Regions from separate parts of the Mus musculus genome. Here regions 1, 3 and 4 are each linked to region 2. Evidence: chromatin contacts called from public HiChIP or PLAC-seq, Micro-C and promoter capture Hi-C data. All regions are on one chromosome and are shown on one strand. The core of a region is the stretch at or near the end of the contact, and the rest is flanking DNA. Distances in the headings are between cores, read along the strand shown. Region 1 holds the start of Ldlr (low density lipoprotein receptor). Region 2 holds the start of Anln (anillin, actin binding protein). Region 3 holds the start of Yipf2 (Yip1 domain family, member 2). Region 4 holds the start of Spc24 (SPC24, NDC80 kinetochore complex component, homolog (S. cerevisiae)).

Region 1 (2,700 bases), core at 23-2,522, 670 kb before region 2:
CTTCTCTATCCATGGCAGACAGCCTTCTGGTTTAGCCATCCAGTGTCAAGAGGGGAAAAAGGCCACATGTGGTTGGTTTTGCTTCGAGGGAAGAGATGCCCTTCTGTGTGTTCAACTCCTTGTAACAGGATAAAGCGGTACCAGCAGGTGCCTAAGGAAATAAACCAAAAATCAACATTTCTGTCAACACAGGAAGGAACCCATTGATTCTCAGATGAATTATTTAAAATAATTTCAACTTTAGCTTTGAAACAGGGTCTCTTGACAGGTGGTAGTGGGGTGGTAGTAAACACTCAACATTTAATCCCAGCACTCAGGAGTTAGAGGCAGGCAGATCTCTGAGTTCTAGGCCAGCCTGGTCTACAGAGTCCAGGACAACCAGGGCTACACAGAGAAACCTTGTCTTGAAAAACAAAACAAACAGAAACAGAAACAAAACAAAAGAAGAAAAGGAAAGAAAAGAAAGAAAGAAGGAAAGAAGAGGAGGAGGAAACAGAATCTGTGTAGCCCAGGCTAGTCTGGAACTTGCTGTCCAGACCAGTTTGGACTTTGCTCACAGAGATCTGCCTGCCTTCTTCCTAGTTTCAGTGTTACCATATCTTGCTATGGAATTCTTCCATTAATAATTATAATTATTCTAACTACTGGGTCCTACCCCCCAAACCAAGTAATGTTTCTTCTTTCTAATTAATTAATTAGTACAGGGGAGTGTGTGTGGAAGTTAGAGGACAATTTGCTGGAGTTGGTTCTGGTTCTCTCTCCTTCCAGTATGTGGATCCCTGGGATCAAACTCAGGTCTTCAGGCTTGCACCCTCACCCACTGAGCCAACTCGCTCACCCGCACACGCCGCCGCGTTTTATATACATTTCTCGCTGAGTGTTTGTGTTTATGGACGGATCCAGATAAAACCTGCAACTGTACTTGGGTCAGAAATCTATGTGCCCATTCCTAGACAGGAAAGCAAACTTGCTGCAAGAAGTGTAGGGGTCGGGGGTGGGAGGGGGCTTCGCATACTTCTGTTTTGCTTTGGAGGTGGAAAGGAAAGCGTCAGAAGGCGACCCAGGGTGTGGAAGGGCGTGGGTCGTCCCTTGAACACTCAAACAGCAACGCGGGCGGCTAAGTGTCCGGGAAGCGGTGAAATTCTGTGGGAGGAATTTGAGGAACTTCCCACTGCTGCGGGAGCTTCAGGGGTTAAAAGAGACGATGTCACATCGGCCGTTCCAAGCTCCTCCCCGCTCAGTGAGGTGAAGATTTTTGAAAATCACCCCATTGCAGACTCCTCCCCCGCCTGGAAACCTCGCCCCTAGTACTGGGAATGACTCTGGGCGTGCGGCGTAGTTTGCAGCCGGGACACCGTGAGGCTTGCGAGCCCAGATTCGCAGCCGAGACACCGTGGGGCCCGCGATCCAGTGTTTGCAGCGGGAACATTTCGGGGTCTGTGATCCGAGTGAGGACGCAACGCAGAAGCTAAGGATGAGCACCGCGGATCTGATGCGTCGCTGGGTCATCGCCCTGCTCCTGGCTGCTGCCGGAGTTGCAGGTAAGGCTTTGCGCCAGGAGCCTGCCCGGGGTCAGGGGCAGCCGTCCTGAACTCGGAGAGCCCCGAGTGGTTTTATTTTTGGTCGAGAAATACAACCATTCGTGCGAACTTGATGTGATGTCCTTCCCACGTGGCTGGAGGGAAGTGTTTTGGAAATAGGGTGCCAGAGCTGTAGGGGGTCAGAGTGGGTTTGGGGAGTCCGGTGGGTGCTCTCCCAAGTCAGAGGTGTCTTTCAGAGCTATGTGTGAGGGAATCCAAGAGGAGGGGTCCCATCATTCGTTTTAAGGGCTGGGGAGACCCAGGCCCAGCTGTTCAACTTTGGGGTCGCTAGTCGTAGTTACAGGACTTGGGGGTCTCCACACTGCACTCAAACCCGGCTACTGCCGCGTGCCCCAAAACTCCGCCCTAACCCCACCTCCCACCGCACCCCCGAGCTCCTATTGGGTGCAGCCGGAACAGGCGAGCCTCGAGCCACTCCCCTCGCCCAATGGAGGAAGAGGATGATGTTCAGGGGCGTGGCTTGCACGACCCTCCCGGGTGGGGTGGGGCTACACATCCGGGCCGGCTGGGTCCTCCTTGTGAGCCTTCAGTCCCTACCTTGTCCCTACTTCCCTGGTTTGGTGCAGATGTGCCTCAGGCAACCCAGACACCCGTAGCTGAGACCATCAGGCAGGGAGGGCCAGGGACCTGGCAAAGACTTTTGCAGGCCTGGTTCGTTCCCACTCTCTGAACGTGTAGGATTGGACAGATCCATAAAGTGGACTTTAGTTTTAGGAGAGGCGTTGGAATTTGGACAGGAAGGGAGATGGTGTTACAATCTCACCAACAACTTCTTTGCAGCACTGGGAAAAGTGCTCCACCTCTCCCTCACTTTATAGACAGGGTCTCATGTAGCCTAGGCTGGCCTATAAGTCACTGTGTAGTCTCTAGCCCCTAATTCTCCTGCCTCAGCTCGGGAGTGTTGGGATGACAGGCATGTGCCACCATGCCTGGATTTGGGGACACCATGGATAGAACCAGGGTCCATGAATGCCTGGGTTACTGCTTTTCTTGCAGTCAGCCTGGCTGGCCAAGAACATTTTAATTGCTTTTTCCTCCTCAGAACCAGCTTCGGTTCTGACCCCACAGGAGCTTGGCAGGAGTGCCCTTCAGTTAGCTG
Region 2 (2,700 bases), core at 39-2,538:
CTAGTATCTTGGGCTTAGCTTATGGAATTGTTAACTACACTACCCAAAATAAATTATTACTATCCTCTACGACATTTTTCAATGTAGTACAGAAACACTGTATGCCCACTTTACAAAACTCACAAGTCTTGAAATTTAAAGAACAGCTTGAAGCAAAAGAAAAAGAGGAACTGTCCTGCAATAAAAGAATGGGCCAACAGCAACACGCAATCCTGAATGTCGGTGTACAGCTGCAACGTGAAGCTAAAACTAGGCATAAATAATAAGATTAACAACGGAATCTAGACCTTATTTCCAAGGAAGAGATGAGGAAAGCATTGTTGAAATGATACGCTACATAAACACTGAGGTGTACCAACCCTACAGCATACACTTATAATTTTGTTTTGTACACGCTGAGGTAACTATAAGCCCTGTTTCCTTTCAACCAGTATCAACCCTGTGCATGAGACTTTCTTTCTAAAGTTAGTAGAGCCGTGACTTATGAAGGACGCCAGGCTAAAGCACCTGCTCATTTAGACTTCGGTGGTTTCATCACAGGATTCTTAAGCGCTCAAGCTCCTCTGGGCCTGTGAAGTCCTTTATCACTTCCATCAGATTCCAAGCACACAGTACGAGTCACTGGGCCGACTCCACCCTGCCAACTATTCCAGCTTTAGGGCAGGGCTTGTCCCACTAGGCCCCTGAGCGGCACTCTCCCGGGTCACAGCAAGACGGATGAAGGATGGAGGGAAGCGTGCTTTAAGTCCCGGGAGCCGGGGGGGCAGGCTCAAGCCAGAGCGCCCAGGCGCTCACACCCCGAGCCAGCACTTGGGGGAGTGGAGGAAGGCTAAACGACTACAGAGCTCGGGGTTTGCATGGGGTTTTTGAGGCCCTGCCTTCCCCAGAGCCAGGGACGGAGCAGCGAAGCCGGGGCGGCTGCGACCCCGCGGCTTCCGTCCGGCTGCACGCTCGCTGTGCGCACGCGCCACGCTGGCCGCAGGCTGACAGCGCGGGCGGGGGTCCCGGAGTCGGCAGGGGTCATGGTTCACAGCGCCCGCAGAGTCTCTCACCTCGGTAAACGGGTCCATCGCCCCAGGCCTCACCAGTGGACGGCTAGACGGTGGGTCCGACGGTTCAAACTCAGGAAGAGGAAAGAAGTGAGTGCAGGCTCGGCGCAGCTCCTGGAGGAGGACTGCAGTCGAGGCGGCGGGCGCTCTCACACCCAGTCGGCTCTGCCCTCCGCACCCACGGAGTCGGTAGGCTACCACGGCCGTTCAAAATTTGAATTTCAGCGCCCCGGACGACACGCATGCGCGCGGGGTGGGCGGGGCCGGGCGGGCCGCTTGCCCCCGCCCCTGAGCTAGGTCACGTGATGCGGCCAAGTTGGGACTGGTCCGGAGCTGCGAGCACTGCTCTCTCTCCTCCGCTTGGGTGGAGACGGTTCTGCCGTTGAACTGCCTAGGGAGAGGGCCCTGCCATCCCGCACGCACCCACGCACGCCGTAGCGGGTCCCTTCCTGACTCTGTCAGCTCCCGCCGCCCTGCCTTCTTCCTCCGTGGGCCTTACGAACCCGGTCCGGCCCTCTGGCCTTTGGGCCTGATCCTGCCACCAGAAGTGGGACTAGACAGCCAGCTTGACCTCCTGAGAGACCACTCTGGCGGGTCCCCACACTCTCAGCCAGTGACTAGTTCTTTGTTTGGTGGGGAAAAGAGATGACAGTAACAGACCCTTCGGTTTTAAATCCCAGTCAACTACCCAAAGCCAGCAGTGAGAACACTTTGAGAGAAGGGACAATCGGAAAGTCCATATTTAATAAAAGTTCCCGTTTAACAGGCAGAAAGCAGGACAAACTATTGCACGAGTAACTTTTAATCTGACTTTCCTTTTCCTCTTCCTGGGAGGGTCTTTTGGAGACCCTCACAGTGTCTTACCATTTGACATTCTGCTAGGCTTTCCAAGAATGTGTCTAAAAAGATGGGTTGCCAAACCTCTGGTAGTAGAACTGTTTGCCTTTATACGTCAAAAGGTCGACAAAGCACCAAAATCTCTGTGCCTAGGTTGGTGCTGTGAGAGCTAAAGTCCTTACGAGATTGTGTAAAACAGATGTATGGTAGCAAGGTTTATGGTTGAGTCTCTGTGTCCTAAATGAGTCCATAACAGGATCAACTGTGCTTATTGAACAGAAAAACTGAAAGTGTTGAAGGGTCAAGTCCAGAATCAAAGCTAAATAAAAATAGGAAGCTTGGGGCCAGCGACAGAGCACATGCTAGCTATGAGGGCGCTTGCTACCAAGTCTTGGGACCTGAATTCTAGACCCAGAACCAGTTCCAGCAAATTGTCCTCTGACCTGCACACACACACACAGGAAATAAATTAATGATGTTTTTCTAAGTAATAAAGAATTTAAAAATGTATAGATTGTAATAAACTGAATTTGGGGCATGGAATAAGAACTTCTTTAAGAGCAACTTCTAAGAATTCAGATCCTTGGGACCACAGTATAACAAGAATAATAAATTTCCTTGGTGCCTTGGAGCTGTGAAATGATAGAAAATGGAAGGAGCTTTGTTTAAGTGTGTGGTGTGTGGGGTTGTTAGAATTTGCTACCTATAAACCAAAGGGAACGGATGCCTGAATTTTTTTTCAAGCACTGAACAGGAAAAGGGGTGTGGGTACTTGGGGTGTGGCTGTGTAGGTCAGTCTTGGGAATGAGTCATT
Region 3 (2,700 bases), core at 166-2,665, 800 kb before region 2:
CCCCCATTTACCATATAGGTCGGGACGGTTTCTAAGATGGTGCCGCACAAAGTTGTGGCCAGGATGGGGCAGCAGGGAGCCTTTGATCCTGTCCAAGACCTGGAAAGCAAAGCCCAGGGTCTAGAATGAGAATCCTGGTGTTCTGAGAGGTGTCAGCACATCCTACTGAACAAGCTCGAACATGTCACCACTGTGAAGGTGGATTTCAGGCCTGTCACCTTGCTTTCAGCTTCTTGCAGCCTCTCCTCTCAAAGTAAGGACAGTCCCTAAGTTCTGGATGGTCTTGCAACTACATCTCCAGGATGTACCCTCTCACTGGACCTGGTCTATCATTAGAGGTTGGCTTGACTGGGAAACATTCTGGCTTTAAGTCACACACCTATCCACGCCTACTTTGTAACCTAGCTTTTGCCTTCCAGCCCCACCATACCCATTCAGTCCTCAAGTATAGTGGCTGGACTCCAAGCAACTCCAAGTGCCTTACCTGGGAGGTATCCACATCAAAAAAGCTCTGATAGTAGTCAAATGTCCAGAATCTGGGCTGTGGTTTTTCTTCCTGTAGAAGCTATAAGACAAAAGACTCAGAACTTGCCTGCTCAGCCAGGGTAAGAACAGAGGCAGATCATCGGGGCCTAGGAGACTCACTGATGTCTTGTCATCCTCTTCCTCCCCTACTTCAGCTCCATAGCCAATGCCTGAACCCACAACCACAGCCACGTGCTCTCGGGAGGTCAGCTCATCACTTTGGCTAGTAGTAGCTGCATCTGGGGTCTCTGCCAGAAGATTTGTGGCTTCCTCGAACTCTACGGAGAGGGAATATGGGCATAGGTGTTTGGAATCTGAAAATTCCTTTCATCAACTGGGGCTATGGCTGCCTTACCGCCGTCCCCTAAGGGCTGAGTTTCTTCAGTTTTGATGCATGGATAGGTCTGTCTACTAAGATGGGATTCAATTTAGGTCCTGTGCAGAATTGGACGCTGTGATGTGCCTTTTGAGTTCATGGAAGAAGCAGGAATTGAGTGCAAGATAAACCTGAGGTCTGGGTCCCAGCTGCCTGGGGTTCTAGCTTAGGACTGAGGTAGGAGCTCTGACCACTTCCGGGCTCCACTCACCGTGGAAGGCCAGTTCGTCAGCTGCTGCCATGACTCTTTAGAGGCGTCACCGCATCGCACTCTGTGGACAGAACCGCATCAATCCCACAGCCCTCCCCAAGACTGATGCTTCCGTCTGGACTCCTGCATGGAGCCTAATACACGGAATGGAACTTCAGCTCCAAGCTGGGTCCCTTCAGATGCACCCCACCTTCCTCACCTGAGCCTACCTAAGCTGGCGTGGCTATTGCTCTATGCGCGTGCGCGCCGCTCGACTTCCCTTCAGAGCCCACCCTTCTCCACACAACGGCAACATCCGTTTAGGTCCGTTTCCTATTGTCTTCCTGTGGGAAACTACTTCCTGTATCTTGCGCTTGCGCAGGATCTACTCTCCGGCCTTTTTCATTCCGACACTATGCGTTTCTACTCGGCTGAGGAACCGCAGGGAGACGATGGTGACAGCGGCTCTTAAGAGATTCTGGTCCGGTGGGCACGGTGAAGCGGGAGGAGAGGCCGGTGGTGCCACGACGGTGGCGGTTAAGCCAGGGCTGTGGACGCGACTGAGTGAGTAGTGGCAGAAGGCTGCAGGGTGGGTGGCTCGAGTGGTCGAGTCCTTGTCACCGCAGCTCTTTTTTCCCCTCAGGCACCTGGGCCGGCGCGCTGCTCCGGGACTACGCTGAGGCGTGCGGGGACGCGGCGGCTGCGGCGCGAGCTCGACCGGGCCGCGCGGCCCTGTACGTGGGGCTTCTGGGCGGCGCGGCTGCGTGCTGCGCGCTGGCGCCCAGTGAGGCGGCCTTCGAGGAGGCCTTGCTGGACGCATCGGGGTCACTGTTGCTCTTGGCACCGGCCACGCGCAACCGCCACTCGGAGGCGTTCCTGCAGCGCCTGCTGTGGCTGAGGGGCCGTGGGCGGCTGCGTCACGTGAACCTGGGCTTTTGCTCGCTGGTTTACGAAGCGCCCTTCGACGCCCAGGCCAGCCTCTACCAGGCCCGCTGCCGCTACCTGCAGCCACGCTGGGTGGACTTCCCCGGCCGGATCCTCGACGTGGGTTTCGTTGGCCGCTGGTGGATTCTGCAGAATCGCATGCATGATTGCGACATCAACGACGACGAGTTTCTCCATCTGCCCGCTCATCTCCGCGTCGTCGCGCCTCACCAGCTGCACTCAGAGGCCAATGAGAGGCTGTTCGAGGAGAAGTACAAGCCGATCATACTCACCGACGATCAGGTGGATCAGGCGCTGTGGGAGGAGCAGGTGTTACAGAAGGAGAGAAAGGATCGGCTAGCTTTGAGCGAGGCTGATTCACTGGTTCAGTCCGATGTTTCCAGATGAAACCCAGGATTGCCCCCGGGTCACCAGGCGCAGGCAAACTGTTGGCTGTGGATGGTGCAATTGGTGAGATGGGTAGAGATAAATGGCCCTTATTGTGATTTTATGGGAAGTCCTCACTCTGTCCGGTTAGCCGAAGAAACTTGGGGGCCTTACTGGTCTTAGAGATACAGAAGAGCTGAAGGACTGCTCTTAAACATGCTGAAGCACTTGACCTTACTGTGTTAATTGCCCCCAGATCTACTAGTAAGGAGCCTGTGCTGTGTAGCCTGTTGTAGCT
Region 4 (2,700 bases), core at 92-2,591, 630 kb before region 2:
CTACTGCTTGCTCCCAAGGCCTCCTGTAGCCACATGTGTTCTCTCTGAGCTACAATCTCAGAGATAAAACTTCTCATTTTACTTTTGGTCTTCTGTCAATCAGGCTGCTTTGAATTCCTTCCAGCCTTCCATTCCTGACCCTCCTGCTTGTCTCTGGAACACTGGTCTGACAGGCCCATTCTGCCATGCCTGGCATGGAACCCAGGGTTTCATGCATGCCAGTCAAGTGTATCCCTGCCCCCTCAACAGTTTCAGGTTTCCCCCAATATCTTTGCAGAAACCCCTCCCCAGTCCCGCCCATGTTACCCCTCCTAATGATAGAAAGCATTTGTCTCCTCAGCCCATCACTGCAGTACAAATGTTATCCTGTCTCCTCTCCAGTAGGATGCCAGCCACCAAGGGACTCCTTCCCTGCTGTCACCCGAGGTCCAGCTCACGGCAGGCTCTGTTCACAAGTCTATTGGGAAGGCACGAAACTTTAAAAAATGTTCCCAGGGCCGGACGTGGTGGCGCATGCCTTAAATCCCAGCACTTGGGAGGCAGAGGCAGGCGGATTTGAATTCGAGACCAGCCTGGTCTACAGAGTGAGTTCCAGGACAGCCAGGGCTACACAGAGAAACCCTGTCTTGAAACAAAACAAAACAAAGTTCAAACAAACCTTTGACAGGGAAGGACACTGAGATGGGAGATTGCTCACACCTGTGACCAAGGCACTGAGGAGCTGAAAGGTTCTTTGAATTTCTCAGCTAAGTAGTTCTCTACTAGTCAGAGCTACATTTAAGCCTGAGTCCTGGAAAGTTAATAAAGGGTCGTGCCCTGCTAACTCTATATTTAATTACGCTTAAGTCCCTAGATGACAACCGTTGTCATGACAACGGTTTCACCGGTGGAGAAATCAAGGCTCGGGTGTGACTGCTCTCCCTCGGAAGACCCTCAAGAACGGCGAGCAGGAGTGGAGGTGGGGGCTGGATCATAAAGACTTCCAAAGGCGCCTGAGCTACGAAGTACGATCGTATAGAGTCGCGCATTGTGAGCTATGACACTTATCTGGACGCCTCTGAGCCATGGCAATTGTCAGATGGGGAAACTGAGGCCCAGGAGTACCAGCTCCCCCCGAGAAGTCCCCCGGGGCTGGGGCGCAGGGGACCGGCCCTCACCCCGAAGCTGCCGGTAGGCGCCGTCCTGCATCTCCAGCAGCCGCTCCATCATCTGCTCGTAGCTCCCGAGCAGCCGCCGCTGCTGCGCCTCGGCGCGGTTGGCCCCCAGCAGGCTCAGTAGCCAGTTGCTCACCTCCACCATGTCGCGGAAAGCCGCCATGACTGATCGCGCCGAGTCCGAACCCGCGCAAATTCGTCTCACCACGGGCCCCGCCCCCTCCCCAGAGCGCATAAGTCTCATTGGATCGTTCCTACGTCCGTCTCCTGCAGGACTCAATCAGCGAGGGGACAGAGCGCTTCGGAAGGAGCGGCCATTTTGTGGAGATCCTGTGCGAAATTTCTTCTGTCACTCAGGTGTGAGGATCAATCATCGTAGGCGGGGGAGGGGGGGGGGCGGCGGCGCGGGGGGGGGGCGTGTCACACGTGGCCAGTTTGCGATTGGCCTGGTACGCGTGCGTCGATTGTCGGGCTATGAACTCCGGGGAGAGTCCAGGGCGTTAGGAGTCTGTTGCGCATGCGTAAACTGGAAAGCTGCGCGACTCTTAGAGAAATTTGCAGGTATCAGTCGCTGCTTGAAGGGCAATGTAACGGATGGTTTATTATTTTTGCTTGTTTTTTTTTTTTAGTTTACTTTAGGAATATATTAATTATACATAAAACTGGGATTCATTGGGTTTATTTTTTTCTTGGCGGGGGTTGGGATGTGTGAGCTGTGAGATGTTGAGACTATGTAGAACTGGCTGTCCAGGAGCTCTTTGTTAGAGATCCATCTACCTCTGCCTCCTAGTGGTTGGATTATAGGAACATGCCACCACAATCATTCACCAGTCTCTATTTTTTAGGCTTATTTCTCTTTCTTTAATGTGTATGGGTAAACGTTTTGCCTACATGTATGTATGTGTCAGCAGAGGTCATAAAAGGGCATCTGACCACTTGGAGCTAGATATGGATGGTTGTGAGCCATCATGTGGTGCTGGGAGCCAAACCCTGGTTCTCTACAAGAGCATCCAATGTTCTGGGAAGGCAGAGGCAGGCAGATCCCAGAGTTTGAGGCCAGCCTGGTCTACAAATAAAGCTCCAGGAGAGCCAGGATTATATAGAGACCTTGTCTCAAAAATAAAATAAAATAAAATCTTTAAGTAGGAGTCTAGCATGTATCTAGCATGTAGCACTCAGGTGATGGGAGCTTGAGGATGGAGGTAAATTCCAGGCCAGCCTGGGCAACAAGAGCAGTGAACCCCGAAGCTGAGCATGGTGGCTCAGGAATCAGGAGCCTAAGGAAGAGGAATTGCCATTCATGGGACTCCAGAGTGCTGAGTGAATTCCAGACCAGCCTGAACTACAAAGTGAACCCTGTCTCCTTAAATACCTATACCCCAGAGCTGGAGAGATGGCTCAGCGGTTAAGAGCACTCACTCACTGCTTTCCCAGAGGTTCTGAGTTCAATTTCCAGCAACCACATGGTGGCTCACAACCATCTGTAGTGAGATCCAATGTCTTTTTTTTTTTTTTTTTGGGGGGGGGGTTTGAGACAGGGTTTCTC

Evidence for each region. Promoter capture Hi-C pulls out the DNA fragments that hold promoters and counts their contacts. A called contact is a pair of places that touch in the nucleus more often than the background predicts. HiChIP or PLAC-seq counts read pairs in DNA pulled down with a chosen protein or histone mark.
Region 1: a contact with region 2 is called in an H3K27ac HiChIP or PLAC-seq map of epiblast stem cells, with 3 times the contacts expected there. The contact joins the promoter of Ldlr here to the promoter of Anln in region 2. A contact is called at or near these places in 1 of 484 Hi-C or Micro-C datasets (embryonic stem cells) and 5 of 115 datasets of contacts at active chromatin or transcription factors (embryonic stem cells, epiblast stem cells, pancreatic cancer cells and 1 more).
Region 3: a Micro-C map of embryonic stem cells shows a contact between it and region 2, with 9 times the contacts expected there. The contact joins the promoter of Yipf2 here to the promoter of Anln in region 2. A contact is called at or near these places in 1 of 39 promoter capture datasets (pre-B cells), 1 of 484 Hi-C or Micro-C datasets (embryonic stem cells) and 1 of 115 datasets of contacts at active chromatin or transcription factors (bone marrow-derived macrophages).
Region 4: a contact with region 2 is called in a promoter capture Hi-C map of pre-B cells, with 2.5 times the contacts expected there. The contact joins the promoter of Spc24 here to the promoter of Anln in region 2. A contact is called at or near these places in 2 of 39 promoter capture datasets (cranial neural crest and pre-B cells) and 1 of 115 datasets of contacts at active chromatin or transcription factors (pancreatic cancer cells).

Annotation. Positions count from the first base shown.
Region 1 is chr9:21,722,304-21,725,003 of GRCm38.p6, forward strand. It overlaps Ldlr (low density lipoprotein receptor), which reads left to right and starts at 1,273. Exons shown (of 18, transcript NM_010700.3): 1 at 1,273-1,541. The coding sequence starts at 1,475. Gm26511 (a long non-coding RNA gene) reads right to left here and starts at 1,053. Exons shown (of 4, transcript XR_001779098.2): 1 at 1-1,053.
Region 2 is chr9:22,387,918-22,390,617 of GRCm38.p6, forward strand. It overlaps Anln (anillin, actin binding protein), which reads right to left and starts at 1,289. Exons shown (of 24, transcript NM_028390.3): 1 at 1,053-1,289. The coding sequence starts at 1,070. It also overlaps a transcript of 9530077C05Rik not described here.
Region 3 is chr9:21,591,416-21,594,115 of GRCm38.p6, forward strand. It overlaps Yipf2 (Yip1 domain family, member 2), which reads right to left and starts at 1,416. Exons shown (of 8, transcript NM_138303.2): 1 at 1,113-1,416; 2 at 646-803; 3 at 485-565; 4 at 12-99. The coding sequence starts at 1,143. Timm29 (translocase of inner mitochondrial membrane 29) reads left to right here and starts at 1,307. Exons shown (of 2, transcript NM_178619.4): 1 at 1,307-1,655; 2 at 1,735-2,700. The coding sequence starts at 1,544. The coding sequence ends at 2,423.
Region 4 is chr9:21,758,962-21,761,661 of GRCm38.p6, forward strand. Spc24 (SPC24, NDC80 kinetochore complex component, homolog (S. cerevisiae)) reads right to left here and starts at 1,342. Exons shown (of 5, transcript NM_026282.6): 1 at 1,158-1,342. The coding sequence starts at 1,317.